Regions from separate parts of the Sorghum bicolor genome. Here region 1 is linked to region 2. Evidence: chromatin contacts called from public HiCAR-type data. All regions are on one chromosome and are shown on one strand. The core of a region is the stretch at or near the end of the contact, and the rest is flanking DNA. Distances in the headings are between cores, read along the strand shown. Region 1 holds the start of LOC8057993 (histidine-containing phosphotransfer protein 1). Region 2 holds the start of LOC8057991 (fatty acyl-CoA reductase 1).

The links. HiCAR-type assays count read pairs that join an accessible place to other places.
Region 1: a HiCAR-type map of leaf shows a contact between it and region 2, with 6 times the contacts expected there. The contact joins the promoter of LOC8057993 here to the promoter of LOC8057991 in region 2. A contact is called at or near these places in 2 of 4 Hi-C or Micro-C datasets (leaf and leaf mesophyll) and 1 of 1 datasets of contacts at active chromatin or transcription factors (leaf).

Annotation. Positions count from the first base shown.
Region 1 is chr7:60,642,387-60,649,045 of Sorghum_bicolor_NCBIv3, reverse strand. LOC8057993 (histidine-containing phosphotransfer protein 1) reads left to right here and starts at 4,811. Exons shown (of 6, transcript XM_002445649.2): 1 at 4,811-4,989; 2 at 5,096-5,226; 3 at 5,336-5,404; 4 at 6,477-6,548. The coding sequence starts at 4,939.
Region 2 is chr7:60,595,908-60,602,878 of Sorghum_bicolor_NCBIv3, reverse strand. It overlaps LOC8057991 (fatty acyl-CoA reductase 1), which reads left to right and starts at 1,537. Exons shown (of 7, transcript XM_002445647.2): 1 at 1,537-1,777; 2 at 1,929-2,032; 3 at 3,050-3,252; 4 at 3,737-3,837; 5 at 4,225-4,961; 6 at 5,473-5,600; 7 at 5,685-5,986. The coding sequence starts at 1,678. The coding sequence ends at 5,838.

The DNA.
Region 1 (6,659 bases), core at 3,562-6,061, 43 kb before region 2:
ATGTTCTTGAGTAGTGGTAGTAAACAGATGGGTCTCACATGACCCATTGCCCAATAGAGTTTCAATTTCCTAATTCAATGACATTTTTGGCAATGAAGAAATTAATGTGTTTGTGGTGAGCACACTTTGTCAATATGTGTTTATGTGAATCTAATGAGGGATGTGTGCATGGGGGCCTATGGTGACTACACTAGTAGATGTGTGTACTACATAGATACATACATAAATCACATACCACCACTCCTTGTCATATATTTTAGGGTTCAAATTGGTTGCTTTAGTTGAATGCCACACCACAAGTATTCATGCATTCATATAATTAATTTCTTGTTATTTAGAATTTATGATTCCATTACACCAAAGGCACCCTAAAAATTCTAGGAACCAAAACTTCATTTCTGCATCTAAAAAATTTGTTCATATATAATCATGGCATGTTCACATTGACCACACAAATAAGCAACAAATAGAAATAGAAAATACATAGATGCAACTTTCAATATTTGTTTAGGTGTGAACTAAGCATAGTTCAATTGGTTAGGTTTCTTGTGGTGTAACATGCATTTGGGTTCAAATTCTTGATTTTTTTAGATTTATTTTAGGATCTAATGACACTATTCTTTCGTGATAGGCAATGCTCCTATTTGATAGTGAAACACTTGTGGTGATTTCATCAACCTTTGTGATGTGGTTTGTTTATGTGCATCTATAGGTCAGTGTATGTGCGTGTTTGTGGATGTCTATCTCTGTACTGTGTGATTCCTAGGCCACTAATTATACTATTGTGCAAGCTAACTTATGCAAGGGGGAAAATAGCAAGCATAATGCAAATATCTCTATTTGCGATAGGATCATAAACAAAGAATCTGGTGTAGAAACTACAAGATGTGTTTTTAGATTTCACTTTTGCAATATGCTTGACACACTTGGTTAAATAATCCACAAAAAAGCAGACACTATTGTACATACATAATTTTCAAACTCTATACCACCACTCCTCTTCATATAGCACTTCCATAATGGTTGCATACTGTATATTTCTTTTTTTTTGCAACACTAAACTATTGCCTCTAATAACTTTCTCTTGACAATAGATGATACAACTATATAAGTACATGTTAGTGAGATGAGAAATAGATAAATTTCAAATTGAAGATAAACATATTTTTTGCTTGAAGAATCATCGTTTCCTTATGCAACGACTAGATTGAAAATTGGCACCGACAAAAGAAGTAGATGATAGGTGACCATTAAGAATTTTTTGTTGGTAGTCAAATGTAGTAGACATTTAAATCTCTTGTTTGTAGCAATAATGTTGTAGAACTTAATTTCATCTGACAACCAATTTAAAATTTATGAGAGGTAGAAGAATCCAAGGAACATAGAAGCTCTAGCAATTTATTCTAGATAAAGAATATTTTTACTTGTGTATTCTACATATATATATTTTTTGCAATACCAAACTATTGCCTCTAAAATTTTTATCTTGACAATAGATGATACAACTATACAAGTACACATTAGTGAGAGGAAAAATAGGTAATTTTCAAACTAAAGATAAGCAATTTTTTGCTTGAAGAATCACTATTTTTTATGCAATGGCTAGATTAAAAATTGGCACCAACCTAAGAATTAGATGGTAGGTGACCATTATGACTTTCTTGTCTAGTCAAAAGTAGTAGAAATTTAAAGCTCTCTTGTTTGTAGCAATAATGATGTAGAACTTAATTTCATCTGGCAACCAATTTAAAATTTATGAGAGGTAGAAGAATCCAAAGAACATAGAGGCTCAACAATTTATTCTTGATAAATAATATCTTTACTTGTGTATTATACATATATATTTATTTTTTCAATACCCAACTATTGCCTCTAAAATTTTTATCTTGACAATAGATGATTTAACTACACAAGTACACGTTAGCGATAGATTGAAAATTGGCAGCAACCAAAGAGTTAGATGGTAGGTGACCATTAAAAACTTTTTGTTGGTAGAATTCAAATGTAGTAGAAGTTAAAAGCTCTCTTGTTTGTAGCAATAATGTAGTAGAACTTAATTTCATCTGGCAACCAATTTAAAATTTATGATAGGTAGAAGAATCCGAAGAACATAGCTAGAGGCTCCAACAATTTATTCTTGATAAAAAATATCTTTACTTGTGTATTCTACACATATATTTCTTTTTTTAACACTCAACTATTGCTTGTAATATTTTTTATCTTGAAAATAGACGATACAACTATACAAGTACACGTTAGCGAGAGGAAAAATAGATAATTTTGAAATTAAAGATAAACATTTTTTTTGCTAGAAGAATCACCATTTCTTTATGCAACGGCTAAATTGAAAATTGGTACCAACCAAGAAGTAGATGGTTGGCGACCATTAAGATTTTTTTTGTTGGTAGAAGTCAAATGTAGTAGAAATCAAAGCTCTCTTGTTTGTTGTAATAATGTTGTAGAACTTAATTTGATTTGGCAACCAATTTAAAATTTATGAGAGGTGGAAGAATCCAAGGAACATAGAGGCTCTAGAAATTTATTCTTAATAAAGAATATCTTTACTTGTGTAGTCCACACACACACACACACACACACACACACACACACACACACACACACACACACACACATATATATATATATATATATATATATATATATATATATATATATATATATCCAACTATTGGCTCTAAAGTTTTATCTTGGCAATAGACAATACAACTATACAAGTACACATTAGAGAGAGAAAAATAGATAATTTGTAAATTAAAGATAATCATTTTTTTGCTAGAAGAATCACCATTTCTTTATGCAACAGCTATATTGAAAATTGGTACCAACCAAAGAAGTAGATGGAAGGTGACCATTAATTTTTTTTGTTGGTAGAAGTCAAATGTAGTAGAAATTAAAAAGCTTTCTTGTTTGTAGCATTAATGTAGTAGAACTTAATTTCATCTGGCAACTAATTTAATATTTTTTATAGGTAGAAAAATCCAAGGAACATAGTGGCTCTGGCACAAGCTTTGATTAATGCTAGCTAAGTTCGAGCTCACATTGACCACATTAATGGCATAAATGTAGTGGATGCTTAGCTATTGATGAATCCCTTATTTTTTATGCTTATGCCATCAACTATCAAAATTAATTAAGCTAGGAAAAAAATCTAGAAAGCAAAAGCATCAAATATATGCAATATTTTTTTTATGAAAGGGCATCCTATAAATTATCACTAATTCCCAAATTGCAAATATAAAGTTAATACCATCTACTAGTCACTATGAAAAAGAAGTAATTTCAAAGTTCTTTAATGGAGCAAGGGGGAGGAGAAACAAAAAATTGGGGCTTCTATAAAGGTATTGTGTTTCCATGAATTATTTATCCAAAGAATGACTAAATATTAACAAAAACTAAATGTGCCCCATTTGGTTAGAAAATTTAACTCTCATGTCATAATTTGTCTTGTGTTTGTATTGGCAACATTTGAACTCTAATGAGTTGCAATGTGCCATAAATCTAATATATTTGTTTATCAACTATATGGTTATATTATATTTTCTTTAACTAAAGTTTGGTTATTTTAGAAATCCATAACTGACTATAGTGTTTGCTATTATACTCGCATTATATATAGGAAATTCATTCTTGTATCCTTAAGCTCCAATTATGTAGGGAATGTCACGCATAGTCATAGATAATAATGGTAGCATGACTCAATAATGTTTACACCATTCTGATAATTAACTCAATAGTATTCTAATATCTTTTCTTGAGCTAAATTGTTGGTATCTTATTGGTGTGGTGCTAATAACCACTGGAAACCATCGCTAGAGTTTTTCAAAATGCATATATAATTGATTGTGTTATCCCTTTTTAGTTCCTTAACATATGTGACCCTCAGCCACACCATTTGTTACCACATTTTAATAATTCATAGTTTGCCATATATTAGTAACGAGCGGGAATGCAATATCCACTCAACGTCATTATACACTTTATGTGGAATATTCACCATGCTATGCGTTACCGAATTTCAATTATTCATAGTTTGTTGTATATCAGTAACGATAAAAGATGCAACGTACATTATCCTAGGATGCTGTCGGAACATAACGGTGTTACGCCATAAATCAAATAAGAAGATTTGCAATAATCTACAATATATAAATAACTTACCATAGTTAAACTTAAAGCTAAATGTAATAGTTCTTGGTCTTAAACTTATATTAGTCTATTTTATACATAATGTTTATTATTCATAAAGAAGATCTTTACTTGTGTACTCTCCTCTCTCTCTATATATTTGTGTTTGTTCAACACTTAACATTTATCGCCCAATTGTACATTATATTGGTAACTTACAGAACTAGTTAGAGAGACTTTATTCATATAATAATTTTTGACAAGCTAACTACCTCTAATAATTTTTATCTTGACAATGGACAGTACTTATCTTGAAAATCTAATATTAGTAACAATAAACATGTTAGCAATAGAAAAAAATAGACAATTTTTAAATTAAAGATAAATATTTTTTTTCTTGAATAATAATTACCTTTTCTTTGTGCAACGGCTATATTGAAAGTTGCCACCTAACAAATAGGTAGAAGGTAGTAGGTGAGAATTAAGAGTGTTTTGTTCGTAGTAACAAATTGTAGTAGAAATTAATACCATCCAGAAAAAACTACCTGTAAAAATTAAGAGAGGGGAGAAGCAGCCAGTGCAGTGGTTCCAGCTCAACCTCCCTGAGCGCGCTGTGCCGGGAATCGCATTCCCCCCTAAATCGCCTATAAATAGGGCCCCGCCCGCTCCCATCACAATCACCCCTCACTCGCTCTAGTCCCATTCCAAGTCCCCGCTCCCGGATTCCCGACGACGAGCTCGGAGCTCCTCCTCCCCTGCCCCTGTTCGGTGCTCGAAGCAACAGCTGCCGCCATGTCTGCCGCCAACCAGCTCGCCGCGCTCATCCACAACATGTTCGCCACGGTAAGGGTCTCCCTCCGCTGCACGACCGCTGGATTCTCGTATTTCGGCGCCACTCGTGTGGAATTCGGGTTGTGGCTGACGGGATTGCGCTCTGTTTTGGTGCTAGGGTTTGCTTGACGACCAGTTCCAGCAGCTCCAGATGCTGCAGGACCCCAGCGCTCCTAACTTCGTCGCCGAGGTCGTCACGCTCTTCTGCCAGGACGGAGAGCGGATCATCGGAGAGCTGGCCAAGCTGCTGTATGTGTGGTTCCCACTCGTTGTTCTGTTTTCTGTGATCGAATCGTTGCGTTGTGGGGGGATGGATTGAATCTGATTCCTGCAATTTGTTGTTTCTGTGCCTGTGCAGGGACAAGCCCGTCGTGGATTTTGACAGGGTCGACGCCTTTGTGCATCAGCTCAAAGGCAGCAGCGCTAGGTGATTACCTTGTCCATACCCTGTTCTTGAATTGCATGTGTAATGCTAGTAGGAATGTACTTGTTGTGTTTCCACTTCAGCGTGGGAATGGGGTATGCAATGCCATTAAAATGAGGAGGGGGATTTAGATTCGTGCAATGAATGATCTGGCTTGCACAATTAATTCTGTATGCTGATTGGAACGGACCAGTTAAATATCAGTTTTTCACATTCTATTTGGGAACTGTTGCCATTGGTTCGAATTGTTGTGTTCTGCGATGTGGATCTGACACATGTTGTCATATGTGTGCATCAGTGACACAACTTGAAAAGGAAAACTTCAAATTCCCCTGTTTTAAGTTGTGTTTCAAATCCATTTTTGGGAAGGGATTGCCATATATTTTGAGTTGTTTTTCAGATCCGTTTTGGGAGGGTTTTTCATCTATTTTCTCGTTATTGTGACATAAAATGTGAAAAACATGCTCCCCACCACACTAACCAAATAACTCAAGTGGCACTAGTGAACCCTCCCCACTTTTAGTGCTTTAGTTTCATGTTGTACTAGATATGGAATTCACAGCCAAGACACAGCAGTAGTTGCTTGTCTGTAGGGGAAATGGGGGATGCATGTCTTGCCTACCTCAAAATGATTTGGTTTTCATGTTATGTTGTCTGAATTATAAATGAATCGTTTTTATGCATTATATAGTTTTTCCTTATCATGGATGCAGATTTGTTTAGGATTTGTGGATATGAAACACCTATGCTATTGCATTTTGAATAATTGTGTCATGAAAACAAATAGGGGATAGAATAGTCAAGACTTATCAAGGGTCTCAAATGAAAATGTTATGGATTCATCTCTGTTTGTAGAATTCAAAAGTTTCAGTATTTAATGTGGTGCTTGCTAGGTTCTCAAATTTTACAAGGCTTGTACTTGGCTGGCTTGTTAACTCAGATATGGATGATCAAAGTGTTTAATATGTATTTGATTAGTATGCAGTCTGATGATATCTAAGCTTTGGTATTTTCTTTTTCTTCTTTTATTGAATTATTTGTGTGGCTCCTTGATTTGTATATTTGTGCATTTCAGCGTTGGTGCACTGAAGGTTAAGAACACTTGTGTTCAGTTCCGCGAGTTCTGTCAGCAGAGGAGCAAAGATGGGTTAGTACCTAGTTTTTTATATGTTCATGTACTGCTGTTTTTTGTCATTGTCTTATTGATATTTCGGAGCTTCTAATGTTATTACAGTGAAAAATTTGGTTTCTATGATCT
Region 2 (6,971 bases), core at 288-2,787:
TTGTAGTAGGGGGGTACAAGCAGGTTGCGAGAGAGGGCTAAGTCCCAAGTCTCGGCTTTGTGGTGGACAGAGCACTGGTTGCTACTCTGTGAGTGAGTGTGGTGATCGTGTGTCGTGTGTGTGATCCTGGTGGACTTTTTTTGGTTGTGAGCCCTGGCTCTCCTTTTATAGTCTCAAGGGGGCGCAGGATTTTACATGTATGATGGGTGATTTTCCTCTGTTGAGTGGTGAAACTACAGCCCCAGCCCTATTGAAGCTTGCCCATGCCGTCCTTGAGGTATGGTTGACAGTATGGTTACTCTTGTGGAGGGTCGTCGAGGCCTGTTGAAGTCGTGGGGGTCGGATCGGTGGTACTGCAGCTTGTCCTGTTACAGTGGGAGAAGACAGCCAATAGTGATGCTGGTTAATCTCCCCCATTCTTTTTTCACTGTGAGGCGGTACTCCATAGTGAAAGGGGTAAGGTTGTATAGTAAAAGAGGTAAGGCTATAGTGACCAGGGTGGTTGGAATAGTCGCCACCATGCCCTGCTGCGACATGGGAGTCACTACGCCTGTCGCGTCGTAGGTACGGGCGCCGTGCGTCGGAAGCCTCGCCCTGGTCCGGTGGAGCGGCGTTTGGCGCCCGAGTCCTGGTGGGGTCGGGCGAGGCGGTGTCTGCGTCCGAGCCCCTGGGTCGGGCGAGACGAAACTTGCGTCTGAGGCCTTGAGGGGTCGGGCGAGGCGGAACTTGCGTCCGAGGCCCAGGGGGTCGGGCGAGTCGTGGTTTGGATCTGAGGCCCATGAGTCAGATGAGCTGGGGGCCGTGCCCTGGCGATTGTAGTTAATTTGTTTTGTCCTTTGCGTTATTTATTGCTCTGATTTGAGTATTCTTTTTATGGTACCCAACAAGCATGTTCAAAAGCGGGGAGGCCAAGTTCATAGCTACACCTGTTAAACCTCCGCCGCCAGCGCTACGACGCTTTTGTAAAAAACTTTACTGATACGCGAACTTTTTGCGTATTCGAGAAAACAGTTGGTTGGTTTGCACGACGTACGGTTGTGTGTCAACCATCGTGCTAAGTTTTAATTAGTCACCGACTCACCGATCATCCTCGATCTACGTTGGCGCGTCCCTAGCTGCAGCAGCCAGCAGGAATCCATGACACGGGATGATCCCAATCTTGCAGTCAGGGCAAGAGGGCTCTCTGATGGTAGGGTTGGTGTACGTGTTCTTTGGTGGACGAAAGGATAACCCAAGGATCGATGGACGGAGTGGGTTGGTTGACCCAAAACCCAAAGAGAATTTACTGGGTAGCTAGATTGGGTAACAAAATCTGACCTCTACTTAATTATATATATAGGTGCCTGTTTGGATCTAGGGATAAAACTAATTCCAACAATTTTATTGGATTTCGATATTCTGTAAAATTTGTGAATTAAAATTCCTCTAAAATGTTAGGCGTTTGGATGAGATATAACATGATAGTGAGATTTTTGTCTATGTATGATTGAGTGGCTGTGTGTGTATAAATAGATGCGCGTATCTGACCTCCTTCTTGGGTCTCTCCAAGTCTCTCACTGCCTGCTACAGCTGCTTGATAGCTTGGACGCACCGACCACCTGCAGCACCATAACAACCCTGCTTGTCCTCTCTGCTAGCTCCGGCCTGACGCAAAGAATCAAGCGTACGTGATTGGCGATGATGTACGAGTACGATAGCATGGACGGGGCGAGGATCATAGCGTATTTCAAGGGCAAGAGCATCCTCATCACCGGCTCAACAGGCTTTCTTGGGAAGAGTACGTATATATGTTCTCTCCTGCAAATAAACTAGTATAGCTAGGATAGTGTGTAGCTTGGTTTGTGTTGTTCAGTTTATCTTGTGTTTTCATTTACATAATATGCATAGATCGTAAGTGTGGGCGCTTGTACATATATGCATGGATGCAGTTCTTGTGGAGAAGATACTCCGGGTGCAGCCTGATGCCAACAAGATCTACCTTCTTGTACGAGGGAAGGACGCGTCATCTGCAAAGCAACGCGTCCAACAAGAGGTCATTTACTTCACCATGCATGCTTGCACTTCTCTATATTATTGCTTTACAGGCGCCTGTCCGCGCAGTCCTCTCACTCCGGCCGGCCGGTCAGGCTGAAGCGGAAGGGAGTACGTGTTGTTACAATTCTGACACACAGCCATCACTTACAGGATTGGAAATAGATTAGCTAGCATTGCCGGCGTCATTTTCTTTTCAACGAACTCTGCCTTTAATTTCAATATAATTAAGAAGAGAGGTTTTATATGTTTATATATATTATACACAAATGGCAACGACCAAATAAATGTCGGTGAGCAACACGCAGAATTAATGGGAGAGAAAAAACACACAACTCACAAAAATAAAACTCCGCCAAAAGGAGGATCCAACGGCCGGCGAGCTCTTTTATGTAGGTCTAGATTTTCTTTGATCCTTCCAAGCAACATATATGGCATGAGTGCCTTTGAAGATCCACATGGTGTAGATAGCTAGGCCTGCTTTCTTTGGGCCGGCAGTACCAGTCGTTGTTGGGTGTTCTACCACCAATCTGTTATCTGTTAGGGCGTCAAATTAAAGTTTGCATATACCGTACCGTCGGTGGGTCAACCCCTTCAAAGTGCTCCCAAGAGAAAATTTGAATCTAGATGACTGCTTGCGCAAAAGGGCATGCCAAGCAAATGGTGGTAAACCGTTCTGATCTAGTGGCCCGTTCTGATCAAGAGTTTTTTTTATCTATATATTTAATGTTTTATGTATATATCCAAAGATTCGATGTGATGGAAAATCTTAATAAATTTTAGGAACTAAACAAGGCCTTGAGAAAGTAGCATATCTGTAATATAATCTCTGGTAGACGACAGATTTATCATCGACGAGAGAGAGGATTAGATAATTCATCAATCACATCATGTGTTATTTCTGAGTAAAGCTACATTTGAGCATTGGAGTACTTCAGTTTAGGTACAGATGTAAACAAGCCAAGTGATGTAGAGTAGTGACTGACAATAAATCCGCGGTGCGTGCATATGCATGCAGGTGATTGGCACCGAGCTGTTCGGCAAGCTGAGAGAGAAGCACGGGGAAGACGGGTTCCAGCAGTTCATGCAGGAGAAGATAGTTGCCTTGCCTGGGGACATCATCTACGACAACCTGGGACTGGATGCTCCTACGCTGGAGGCTCTGGCCAAGGACATAGACATCATTGTCAACATTGCGGCAACTACCAACTTCTACGAAAGGTTCTTATTAGTGTGTCTTCACAGTAGCTAGCTAGGTCAAATAATAAATTAATAACTGCATGCAACGTTAACATAAATTAATTTTTTATGTGAATTGATTATCTGGAATGAACCGTTGAAATGTTATATTATAGTTTCTGTTTTTTTTTTGTAAAACCAGTAAATGGCTTGATTAGCTACCGCTATAGCTAGCAAAATCTATGTTCTTAGCTGTTGGAGAAGACAACCGCTAGTCTCTTATTGTTTTTAGAAAGGACAGCAAAAGCTTTACGGTAGATGATGTCCCTAGGCAAGGCAACAATGATCTTCTGCAACCAACTGGGATAAAACCCCAAACTGAATGCAACCACTGAAACTGACTGCAACTACCGGACTACTGGAGCACCGCTGGTTCTTGCACGGGGGCAATATATGGCCGCACACGGTACTGAATAATGTCATCCTTAGCCCCTTTTAAAACTGATTTTTTTAATAACTTGTGTAGATATGATGTCTCGTTGGACGTGAACGTGATGGGGGTGAAGCACCTCTGCCACTTCGCTCAGCAGTGCGCCAATCTCAAGATGTTCATGCATGTCTCCACTGGTTAGTAGAACTCCCAATCAATAATGTTCTAAATCTCGGCCGGCTAAAGTATTTAATAGATGGCTTCTCAAACAGCTAAACAGCGGAGTTAAATAAAGCTATAGCAGGCTATAGCTGCTAGATTTTATATATATATATATATATATATATATATATATATATATATATATATATATATATATATATATATATATATATATATATAGAGAGAGAGAGAGAGAGAGAGAGAGAGAGAGAGAGCTGTAGTTTGATCCGTTTCAAATAGCTATAGTCAAGAGGCAGCTGTAAATGGAGATTTAAAACCTTGCTCATCCCAAATTATTCAAGACGAAGCAAGAAGAGAGCGATCGAGGTGAATTAACTTTGCATTGGTCTATATGTTTACAGCATATGTCTGCGGCGACAGGGACGGGCTCCACCTGGAGAAGCCCATCAACCATGGCGAGTCGCTGTGGGAGGGCAGGTACCTCGACGTCGACGCCGAGCTGCAGCTCGTCAGGGAAGCCAAGAAGGAGCTCATCATGGACGACACCAGCGGCGACGAGGCCGCCGGCAGGAAGACGGAGAGGAAGGCGATGAAGGAGCTGGGCATCCAGAGGGCTCGCCACTTTGGTTGGTCCAACACGTACGTCTTCACCAAGGCCATGGGGGAGATGGTGCTGGGGCAGCTCCGCGGCGACATGCCCGTGGTGGTCATGCGCCCCAGCATCATCACCAGCGTGCTGGCGGACCCGCTGCCGGGGTGGATGCAGGGCATGCGCACCATCGACACGCTCATCATCGGCTACGCCAAGCAGAACCTCTCCTGCTTCCTCGGCGACCTCAGCGTCGTCGTGGACGTCGTCCCGGGGGACATGGTGGCCAACGCGATGATGGCGGCCATGGTGGCGCACTCGGAGGAGAAGAGTAGTACTGCGGAGGCGGTGCCGGTGTACCACGTCACCTCGTCGCTGCGCAACCCAGTCACCTACTCCGTCCTGTACGAATCCGGCCGCCGGCACTTCTACCAGAACCCGCGCGTGGGGATGGACGGCAAGGTCATCCCCACCAAGGAGATGCGCTTCTTCCCCACCATCGCGCAGTTCCAGCTCTACATGCTGTTCACATTCAAGCTGCCACTAGAGGTCAGATAATAAGTGACGATACTGTATTAATTATACTCCCTCTAATAATTCAGAATAATTATATAATGTACGTACGTATACATGCTTTTTAAAGATTATATATTGACCAAATACTAGCAACTGACAAAACAATTATTAGACATATAGTATATTAATAGAGAAGAGGCAAGGTCTATGCCATAACAAAGAATTATAAGGTCAAAACAAGAATTATTAGACGCACATGAATAATTAAGGTGGATACGAGTGCAGCCAAACAAATCCTATCTAAATTTATCAATTAATATTTAATCATCTTGTTTTAAAATGTTACTAAGTTTTTTTGTAGAAATTGCTAGCTCTAGTCACACCTTATATATTATAGGCCATGCGTAGGCGTCCTACAAACCTACATTTAGAATCGGAGGGGTAAATAATTAAATGTCTTTACTATATTGTGGTTACTAATAATTGAGTCATCTAGCTGTCTGATTTTGTCTCAATCACTCAAGTGAGCTAATGTGCACTGTAGGTTCTGCATTTGGTGAATCTGCTGCTTTGTGGGCTTTTCTCGCGGCTCTACAACGATCTCAACCGCAAGTATAAGTTTGTGATGCATCTTGTTGACGTCTATGGCCCCTTTGCCTTCTTCAACGGATGGTGATTAATTACATTACCTCCATTATTATATTATATAAAAGGCTAACATTTCCAATATATAATTTTTATTGCCTGGTGATGAAGCTTTGATGACATGAACTTGGAGCGGTTGAGGTTGACAATGGCGATGAAGACCTCTGAAGATCACATGTTCAATTTTGACCCCAAGACAATCGACTGGGACGATTACTTCACTAGAATCCACATCCCTGGTGTTCTCAAGTATTTGTGCAAGTGAAGCCTCCTTTTTTTGAACTACTTTGCTTTCATATTGTAAAAAATAAAAGCTCTTAACAGTCTCGAATAAGGAGGCAGCTTATTATCTCATTATAAACTTGTAATCTTTGTCTGTGTGTCAATGATAAAAGAAGGATGATATGAAATAATGTCAGTCTTTGATGCTAATCAGCAAATTGAGAAACAAAGCTTAATCAAAAAAGTAACGTGGTCCAATTGAAAAAAAAAACAACCAAGAAGGAGCTATATATACAGTTTTTCATTAAGAAAAAAAAAGAAGCACACAAATTTAAGTCCAAGAGGATTGAAATATGAGTGGTTGCCTAGTTGGGTGCATGACCATTAACCACACCTACACCACCCAATCAAACCATGCACATATTCGAGTACTCTTGAACTCGAATTTGGGTACACTACTACAAAAATTATTTTAAAAGACCTAGATTTTTGTGCGGATATGGTTCTATCCCTAAAAATGGTTTATGAGTCAGTCTCTAAAATCGAATTTTAGAGTCAAGTGTATTTATAGAGGCGGTTCGGTTTGCTAGCCACGTCTAGAAAGATACACATTGATAGATCAGTTGATAATTTAGTCCGCCTCTAAAATATGCAGAGTGCAGTAAAATTAATAACTTTCTCAAATCAAGTCGGATAAAGTTAAACTTTAGTCGTTTTTGGCATGGCTCAGCACCAAAACCTGGCTCCATGCCATGCAGGTAAAACGGCTCCGTGCCATCTCTGATATGGCCTGGCGCCAAACATGCGCTAACTAGCATTTCATTTCGCTTCTGCTGAATTCAGAGACGAAGGGGATGTTCCGATATATATTTTACTCGGTGCAGTTCGGTTCGGGCTGCAGCCTGCAGGCTGCAGCTACATCCCTTGACTGAATGTGCAGCCTCGCTCTGAAGTTGGGAGTAAGCATTTAATTGCAGCGGCTTGCCCATTCTGAAGAAACTTAATTGGGCCAACTATCGGTCTCGTGGCCTCTTGGGCTCAAAGCCAGTCCAAAATGGAGACTGGGTTGGGTCCTTTACTTCTTGGGCCTTTACTGAGAAGCACATAACAAGTGTTACGAGAGAAATATAATGACTTGCTTAGTTGAATAGCTTGCAAGAAGAGAAATATTGTGAC